2 separate regions of the Mus musculus genome follow, and region 2 is linked to region 1. Evidence: chromatin contacts called from public HiChIP or PLAC-seq data. All regions are on one chromosome and are shown on one strand. Each heading gives the region's core, a stretch centred on a gene start, on an enhancer-like site or on the middle of the called end of the contact. The rest is flanking DNA. Distances are from core to core; before and after follow the strand shown.

Evidence for each region. HiChIP or PLAC-seq counts read pairs in DNA pulled down with a chosen protein or histone mark.
Region 2: a contact with region 1 is called in an H3K27ac HiChIP or PLAC-seq map of embryonic stem cells, with 5 read pairs. The contact joins the enhancer-like site here to the promoter of Pde6h in region 1. A contact is called at or near these places in 2 of 39 promoter capture datasets (embryonic stem cells and macrophages), 5 of 484 Hi-C or Micro-C datasets (LSK cells, cerebellum, extraembryonic endoderm stem cells and 2 more), 6 of 115 datasets of contacts at active chromatin or transcription factors (CD8 T cells, the HPC-7 cell line, bone marrow-derived macrophages and 3 more) and 3 of 9 other capture datasets (adipose tissue, embryonic stem cells and liver).

What each region holds. Positions count from the first base shown.
Region 1 is chr6:136,952,717-136,957,275 of GRCm38.p6, forward strand. It overlaps Pde6h (phosphodiesterase 6H, cGMP-specific, cone, gamma), which reads left to right and starts at 1,807. Exons shown (of 4, transcript NM_023898.4): 1 at 1,807-1,863.
Region 2 is chr6:136,988,087-136,992,645 of GRCm38.p6, forward strand. No RefSeq gene overlaps it. Among named protein-coding and RNA genes, the nearest start is that of Gm30055, 9.6 kb to the left of the region's middle. Within about 2 kb of position 1,930, at least 30 of the 459 cell types and tissues checked have an H3K27ac peak or open chromatin away from gene starts, as enhancers often do. A contact at or near this core is called in embryonic stem cells and extraembryonic endoderm stem cells, where this site is marked.

The sequences.
Region 1 (4,559 bases), core at 557-3,056:
CAGCCCCTTTTATAGTGAGTCAGACACACCGGCTATTGCCAGGTAACTGTGGGGCAGAGCCTAGACAAAATGCCAATATACGCTATCAGGAGTCTGGGAAGTACTGTACAAGCATGCATGCATGTGTGTATGTGTGTGAGTTTTGTTAGCACATGTGTGTTTGTGTGAGCATGCACGCCTATGAACATAGAGCCCAGAGTACTTGCTCTATCACTCTCTGCTTTATTTCCTTGCGTCAGAGTCTCTCACTGAGCCTGAAGTTGACTAGTGGCCATCAAAGCTATGTGTGCATCCTGTCTGTCCCCAGCAGTACTGTGGATACAGACACACACTCGACCACGCCCAGTTTTTCCTGGCTTTGGATATTTGCACTCAAGCCCTCATGCACGTACAGCGAGTACTTTTATCGCTTGCTCAACTCTCCAGGGTTGCTGCTCTTTGAGCAACAGCATTCTGGAACACCTACCTACTCACCTTACAGCTTTCCACGCCGCCTTTGTGAATTCATTTCAGGAAGTGAAAAAAAAAATCAAGTAATCATCTAAGCATCATGTTCCTGGAGATGCGAATGGACCTGCAGCCTCTGAGGAGGAACCCAGCCCAGGATTGAACCCTCTACTTGTTCTACATAAAAATTGTAGCGTTCAGGATGGCTCTAATGTTGGCAAAGAGCACGGGAGAGCATACAAACAACTCTTAAGCTGCTAAGCTCCTCTTGTAATCTGCTTGGGGCTGTGGGTTAAGAATCTTTCCTTGCCTTGGGAGGACAAATGGCTTTCTATCTTTGTCACCATGAGGAGTGCAGTTCTCTAGCAAGTAGAAATCTGAGGAAGGCGCACTTTAGTTCTAAGGCAAAGTGTAGAAATGGACAGAGAATCTGCATTTCCTTCCTTATCTGCATGGCTAGGAGATAGTCAAGAGACCATTGAATATCCAGGGTTTACAAGTATCCAACTTGCTCCAGATTCCAATACCAACCTTATAAGCAATTTTGAATGTGTTCCTGACTTTCTGTATGATAAAATTGTCAAAATGGTTGAGTGTCCTGTGAGCTAAGGTCTACATAAGATTTATGTAAGGCAGCACACAAATTGATACTAGTAGCTGAATGCCATGTGAGGACTGAGCCAAGAGCTGTAGTAATTAGATGACAGCCTACAGATCATAAAAATGTATGATCTAGTGATTGGTTTTCAATCACCTGTTCTAAGGTTCTGGAAATCTCTTGGCCTCATTCCCTATCAAATGTCACCGAGCTTCAATGAATAACCTTTATGTCTCATGTCTATGAGGAAGTACACACAATGCCATTTAACCAGAGATATTCTGTACTCTTACATTTTATCATTTCTGTGATCAGACTCTTTATAGTGGTAGAGGACATGAGAGTTGGCTTTCTCTAGATATGTACAGTCTTATAAGAATTATGCCTCGTGTGTGTATGTGTGTGTGTGTGTGTGTGTGTGTGTGTGTGAGAGAGAGAGAGAGAGAGAGAGAGAGAGAGAGAGAGAGAGAGAGAGAGAGAGAGAGAGAGAGAGAGAGAGAAACAAAAAGAATATTGAATCAAAACCTGAACATCTGCCCTGGGCTATCAACATTTCATGCATCTGTGAATTCAATGTGCCTTCACTGCGAGAAGATGCCCCTGTCATTTGGTAAAAGCATCCTTATCAGACAACTCCTAAGTCTGTCTCAGTCACACCCCCACCTCCCCCCACCTTCCTTGCATCTGGTTTGGTGCCCTAAGCCTATGACGCTGGGCTTAAGTGGCAGGAGGGATATATATCAGGATGCAAAGATCTTTGTGTCAGCGACTAGACAACTTACGGGAACACATTCGGCTCTGGGGGATTTTAACTCGTGGTAAGTATGAACACAATAATAACTAACTAAATGAGTTGGAGGGTTGATTGGCTGTAAAAACAACAACAACAGAACATACAAGAAGAGAACACTCTGATCTTGTGGGTCTGACCTGAGTTTAGGGGTTGAACTCAGGACAGAACACACTCAAACCTTTTCATAATGTCATGTGACAAACTGGTGCGTGGAATGCGGTTATTACCAGTTCACTGCAAACCTTGATTGCTGAAGTTGTTCACAAGGTACCGAGAAGGACCCTCCCTGTTTGTGGCTTCCTGGCAAACAGTTTTCTGGAAAAGGATGGATCTGAGGCATTAGGCAACCACAGCACAAATAGTTCTTTACTCCCGGGATGGCCTTGAGGCTGATGGGACAGTGTGAGCGTGGGGAAGAAAGCAAGCATTGGGGTGACCGCAGGGCAGCGTGGGTGACGTTGCCTTCTCCCTCTGAGGTCAAAATGTTTGTTTGCTCTATTCTGAAACAAGGTACATGCTGGATTGTCTTTTAGTGGCTTCATTTTGGCTCTTGTTTGGATCTTTAACTTGAATCTCTCTGTCTCAGAGAAACCATGGGTAACATCTATGGGCCTTACCTATCAGGGGAAGAAATGGTAGTGCCCTGTCTGGTTCCCTTTTTCACTTCATTAACCATGCGTCTGTTTATCTTTCTATTTATCTTTGCTGAGGAGGAGGTGATCTGGAGTTTTGGGGTGATGAAGGAGCATCAGAGAGCCTGTGGCAATCCCTCCCCAGTGGCTTTGTTTTTTGGTGCATTTCTCATGAAAGGTTGAGCTGTGTAATTCCACATAGCTGAGCATCGTTGCATTGGATACCCAACACATCGTGCCTTGACACAGCCCTTCTTTCTGCAGAAGAGCATTTCGTAATCTCTGAAGCAGGAAGGATGCATTAAAAAAAAAAAAGAAAAATAGGTTCTCATACAGGGATGGATTCCTTGACACTCAGAAGGACCTAAGTGTGAACTAAAGTCAAGTCTGATATTTAGTGTGGGCACATTAGACACCAGGACTGAAATGACACACACATATTCCAGAAGTCACAACCTTTGGTGATGTCTATAACCAATAGGACTCTCTTCCAAGGAAAGAAAGATTCATATTTGTCCTGATTTCCCCAAGGCTTTGCAGAGACCCAGAGGGTAAATCTGTTCCAGAAACTCCGTAAGGATCAATTGGGTTTCTCAGCTACTCTAAATTGCAGCATCCCCATCAAGCTCAGAGAGCAGAAGTCTTTCATGGAGCAAACACCAAGGGTCCACCTACTGTGGAAGTCTGCGAGGAGTCCTCATTTTTTAGGTTCTCTCTCTCTCTCTCTCTCTCTCTTTCTCTCTTTCTCTCTCTCTCTCTCTCTCTCTCTCTCTCTCTCTCTCTCTCTCTCTGTGTGTGTGTGTGTGTGTGTGTGTGTGTGTGTGTGTGTATGCAAGTGTGTACATGTGTCTGTGGAGGCTGGATGCCATGGATACCTGAGGCCAGGGGCACTGGATATTCCTGCAGCCGCTGATACAGGCGGCTGTGAATCACCTGATGTGGGTTCTGGTCCTCTGGAAGAGCAGTCCATGCTCTTCAGCATTGGCCCATCTTTCCAGCCCTGAGTCCTATTTACATAACACATTAAGCCTAAGACTAGACTTGAGTACTACTGTCCAAGCATATAGGTGCAAGGTACACCTTCAAAACTACATCAACATACAAAGGGAGTTTGTGCCAGAGGAGGAAAGATGCTGAGGAGGTGCAAATCCTAAGATTTTTAATTCCTGGGACATGCTGTGAGAAGTCTAAGCGACTCAGTGAAAGCCTCTTGAAGCAGAATTTAGAGACCAAATAAATTAATAGTTGGGGAATTTGAAGGAGCCACCAATGAGGGCCGATGACAGTTTCCACTACAGTGCAGAATGAGGCTGGGAAAGAGGGGACTCCGGAGGGAACACATGCTGCAGACCTATGTCTGTTCGCATGGTTTCTTGTTCTCATGAGGGTCTAGTATACACTTCCTAGTTTTGAACACTTTGGATCTGACACAATACTTACGTCAGGATTCTTTAATTTCCTTTGATTCATTTGTAAGGAATGGGGCCTAGAAAGGAGTGTGACGTTTGTCAGGGACACACAGTCAGTTTTGTGGAGTAGGAATTTAAAACTACATGTGTAGTTGACCCTAAAGAATTCACTTTCTCCTGCTATAACCTCAAGACGGGAGTTTGACCAATGAAAGTTAACCTAGTCCTTTATATTTTGAACTGTTTCCATGAAAAAAGTTTCCAGATAAAATATAAAATGCCCAGGTAATTTTGAATGTCTAAAAAATAAAAATTTAAATAAATTTTCACTAATTTTTTTTTACTTATTTATTTATTTGGTAATCTTAATTCTAGTAGGTTTTACAGACTTGGAGAGGGACGATTCATGATTTATTACTATTTTGAAAGAATTGGAGACTTTGATCTGAATTTGATCTGAGAGCGATTCTCCAGTCCCCCACCCCCACACCTACCTCCACCCCTACCCTCACCCCGTGGCTTTGGCACTGGTCGCACACCCTGAGAGCGATTCTGCCCTTGGCTGCTCACCACTGCCTCCTGTTTTCCCAACCACACTTTGAGAGAGTCACAAATCTTGTTGACAGGGGCAGAGAAGGCTCACTGCACAGGAATTAGACTCAGTCATTAGAGGAGCTAGC
Region 2 (4,559 bases), core at 680-3,179, 35 kb after region 1:
CACAGGCTCTCTTTATTTGAAGAGAAGGCAGGAAGACCAAGATAGGACTGTAAATGAATGGTTCCCACAGCTCATCGACACAGAACCAGCAGCTCTTTGAAACATTTGGAAAGGCAAATATTCTTGGGCCCTAACCTAGACCCAAAATAAGATGCTCGAACAGTGGGGCCAACATTCTCTGTGTAAGCAAACCCTCCAAATGATTGAAGTGTGTTACAGAACTTAGAGTCTGTGATTACTAACAGGAAACTGAGGTCTGAGCTGAATGGTCATCCTCCAGCAACATTCCCAGTGAAGAGGTAGACATGCATGGTAGGTGACACCAAATGTGAGGACTTTGCTTGGAACTCCTCTGAGATACAAGCCACTCACTTGCAATCACCCTAATTAGTCCACCTCAATTATACCCCCTTTTCTTATTAAAAAGGACAAAGTTGCACAAATTATGATACTCTCTGATAAATTCTACCTCCAGACAGAGAAGAAGGCACGGGGATCTGCACTGATCAGAGGAGACCATTCCCACCCTAGCTCAGAAGTCCCCAAGAGCATGGCGACTTTGACACTGTTTTCTTTCACTCCTTAGCACCAGGCCACCAGGCTCTTCCCTTTCTGAGGTTAGTAGGGAAGCTGATGAGTAGGGACTTCTTGGTGGTCAGTTAAAGGAAGGAAGTGAATGCTAGAAGTCTCCTCCGAAGCCAATCGTGGATGAGAACAAGAGCCACAGACCCAAGGAGGAAGAAAACAGTCCAAATTCCTTGTATTCTGAGAATAGAGGGGCCCCAGAGACTGCAAAGAGTCCTCAGGGACCCCAGCTCTCTCATACTTGTAATTACTTGTCCAGGTCACTACAGAACGCTAGGCCCCGCCTTTTCCATCATCTCAGATATTAATTATCTTCGTTCCTTTTTGGGCCTTTAGGGTTTTTTGTTTGTTTGTTTTATGTATGTGAATACACTGCAGCTGTCTTCAGACACACCCGAAGAGAGTATCAGATCCCATTACAGATGGCTGTGAGCCACCTTTGGGTACTGGGAATTGAACTCAGGACCTCAGGAAGAGCAGTGCTCTTAATTGCTGAGCCATCTCTCCAGCCCAGGCCTTTTGTCTTAAAAAAAAAAAAAAAACTAACTCCCTTCTTCCAGCAGAATTGTGCCTATCGGAGTCATACAACGACTGTCCTCTCTCTCTCTCTCTCCTCTCTCTCTCTCTCTCTCTCATATCTCTTTCTCCCCCCTCTCTCTCATATCTCTCTCTCATCTCTCTCTCTCTCCTCTCTCTCTCCTCTCTCTCTCTCCTCTCTCCTCTCTCTCTCTCTCCTCTCTCCCTCCCTCTCTCTCTCTCTCTCTCTCTCTCTCTCTCTCTCTCTCTCTCTCTCTCTCTCTCTCTCTCCCTCTGTTTTTCGAGACAGGGTTTCTCGTATAGCCCTGGCTGTCCTGGAACTTACTATGTAGACCAGGCTGGCCTTGAACTCAGAAATCCACCTGCCTCTGCCTCCCAAGTGCTGGGATTAAAGGCATGCACCACCACTGCCCAGGCTGTCACATCTCTTGACATAGCAGTTCAGCCATTCCAGGGTGGCCATGGGAGACGGCAAGATCTTAAATAATGGTTTGAATAAAATACTCCCAGTAATTATTCTAAAGATAGTAATGTCATGATCGCAAATGTTTATTGGTCTCCTATGACAGGCTAGGGCCTGCTGTAAACACTTCAACTATGTTAAGTCATTTAGTTTTGCAGCTATTATTTATTTTATAAGGAACAACTGCTACCACTTGCTCAACTAAAGAAGATCCCTTTTTTTTTTTAAGTTAAATCCACAATGTTCTGTCCTCCCAGCAGGTTATCAGTCCTGGAGATAAGGCCACGCCTCCAAATCTCCGCCAAAACAGAAGTTGTTTGTCCCTCCCTTTTTGTGGGAGGGGCATGGAGCAGTGTTTGTGGGCGTTTCCTTGTATGGAAATGAGATCGACACACAATGCTGCTCTCTATTGAACCCACATGGTGGAAAACAATTTCTTCTTGAGGTACACTTTCACCTACTGGCCCTGTACTACCGTCCCACTCCTCTCTAAAATTCCTTAAACCCTCTATTGTGTGTCGCCTCTTTGACCCCCAAGCCCCCAACCCTCGAAACTATGCGCTTCTCTGATTCCCGGAAGCTGTGCATCCCTTGTCTGACACCCAGGAAGCCGTGTATCCCTTCTCTGATCCCCGGAAGCTGTGCATACTGACCTCCACACACTACATCTGAATCTCACTTGTTGAGGTTACTTTTGAATTTGTCCTGGTCTTTAAGGTCTGGTCAGAATGTTCTATTATATTTGTAATTCTGCTTGCTGATTAGCTGATGAGCTTAAAGATTCTAATCTGAGCAGAAAGTCTGACATCATTTTATAGGAATCAGTTTATAAACTTTATTTAAGACGTGGCAGACACATAAATTTAGCAGCCACAGAGTCACGAGAGTGCATTACAAAGAAGCTATTAGCTCTCTCTGAGAGATAATATTTATAAATGGTATATAATTACGATCCCAAGCCTCAGGACTTCCAAAGACAGAAGCAATAAAGTTAATGAAGTAACGAATTTCCTGTTTGATCTCCGGGGAGGAAGGGTTCTCAGGGAAACCTGGAGCAGGAAGGAAGATTAAGAAAGCAATAAGGTGAGGCTCCTTCACAGCGTGGGTATGTTCCAGACTGTTCTATGAGAACAGAGAGTGTCGCCAGAGGGGAAGAATGTAGCCCCCAAGGAGGGGGGATTTTGAAAAGCATTTTCCAACCTGATAAAAACGTTCTCGTGGGAACGTCTTCTCCACAGATGTTTTCCCAAAAGATGCTTTCTCTCATTTTTTCCCAGATAACTGGATATTTAAAAATTAATAATAACAACTCCTACCAACTAGATAATACGTAGCCTTTATCCTTGACTTGGAAACTTGGGTCAGGAAGCTTTACCGAGCAGTTGCTGTGAGCAACATATTTTATTTGGTACTTTTGAGAGATAGCCAGATGGATAACTTTCTCCTTATCCTGAAAAGGCATAAGGCCAGGATGAAAGGGAAGACACATTCTAAAGGAATTATGAATATCAGTTATTGCTGCATCAGGCGTTGTTCTTCCTGCTTTTGATACAGAAACTTATTTTTGTTGCCATGGCTACCCTGCAAGAAGCCATGGTTTTCATTTTATGGGAAAGGAAACTAAAGTCGGGTGGCTTTACATAGCATCTTTGATGCCACATAGCTATAAACAAACAGTAAATTGTATCTGCAGGAGCTGAACCGTTTGCCTTAACGTCACAGAGCGAGTCCACCATCTGAGAGTCTGGGCTGGAGTTAGTCGAAGGCCCCAGATTGTCAACACAGGCTCTCTTTCTTGTGAAACTATAGTCTTTTGGGGTTGTTGCTCCCTGTTTCCGTTCTTTTATGAGACCAGGAGTTGAAGTTCCATGCAAGACGTAACACTTGCTGACTCAAAGAAAGCAATCAACTTGAAGCCTAGTGTTGTTTTCCTACAGAGCACTGAAAATACCCATTGAAAAGTTTTATGAAATCAAATGAAGAGTCGTTTGTACAGATAATAGTGTTTTGAAGGGCTTTTCTGGCCAGAGCCAGGGCAAACATGCAGCTTTGATCGACTTTATAAGGCTTCTGTGTGAAGGGTTTTTGGGTTTTGTTTTCTTCACTTCTTCACTTTTTGTACCAATGAGGTTGTGCCTCAGGCCGCACACATGCTGGACCAGCACGTTACCCCTGAGCCAAATCCACACCCAGATCCTGTGTTACTTCCAGTTTGAACTAGTATGTCAGAGAACTGTCTAGGTTGACTTTGACATTGTGATCCTCCTGCCTCAGCTTCTCAAGTAGCTCGGATAATGGGCCCGAGGCTCATTCTTTTAATGAGTGCTCCCTTGTCTACAATGCAGGCTTCACTTTAACAGATATCGACTCCAGGAATATTGACTTACATGCACAAAATGTCTAAAGCATCGTAATAGAAACTCGTGAGCTAGAGAGATGGCTCAGCAGTTAAGAGCACTGACTGCTTGCTCTCCCAGAGGTCCTGAGTTCAATTCCCAGCAACCATATGGTGGCTCACAACCGTCAGTAATGGGAACTGATGCCCTCTTCTGGTGTGTCTGAAGACAGCTACAGTGTACTCACAAACATAAAATAAATAAATAGATAAATCTTTTTTTTTTTTTACAAAAAGAGAAACTCCTGAGATAATTTATAAAGCATCTTATAAGCGTGTTACATGACCAGTAGAGACAAGCAGAGCAGAGGCCAGTTAACCTGGCCCTGCAAAGAATGTAAAACAGAAAAAGCACAGAGCCTCTCGCCAATGCTTTCCGCCCTGCTCTCTCTACTGCGCGCTTTCTCCTCAGATGCTGGGCCAGCACTCCTGTCCCCCTCCCTGCGCCCCGCCCCCTCCCCCAGACACTTGCAGTATCTCACTCTGGTACTTTTCTTGGAACCTATTGAAATTTCCCTCTTTAAACCCAATGCATTTTTGAGTGTTCAGTGGGAGAGCACGTGAGCCGTCTGTGACCGT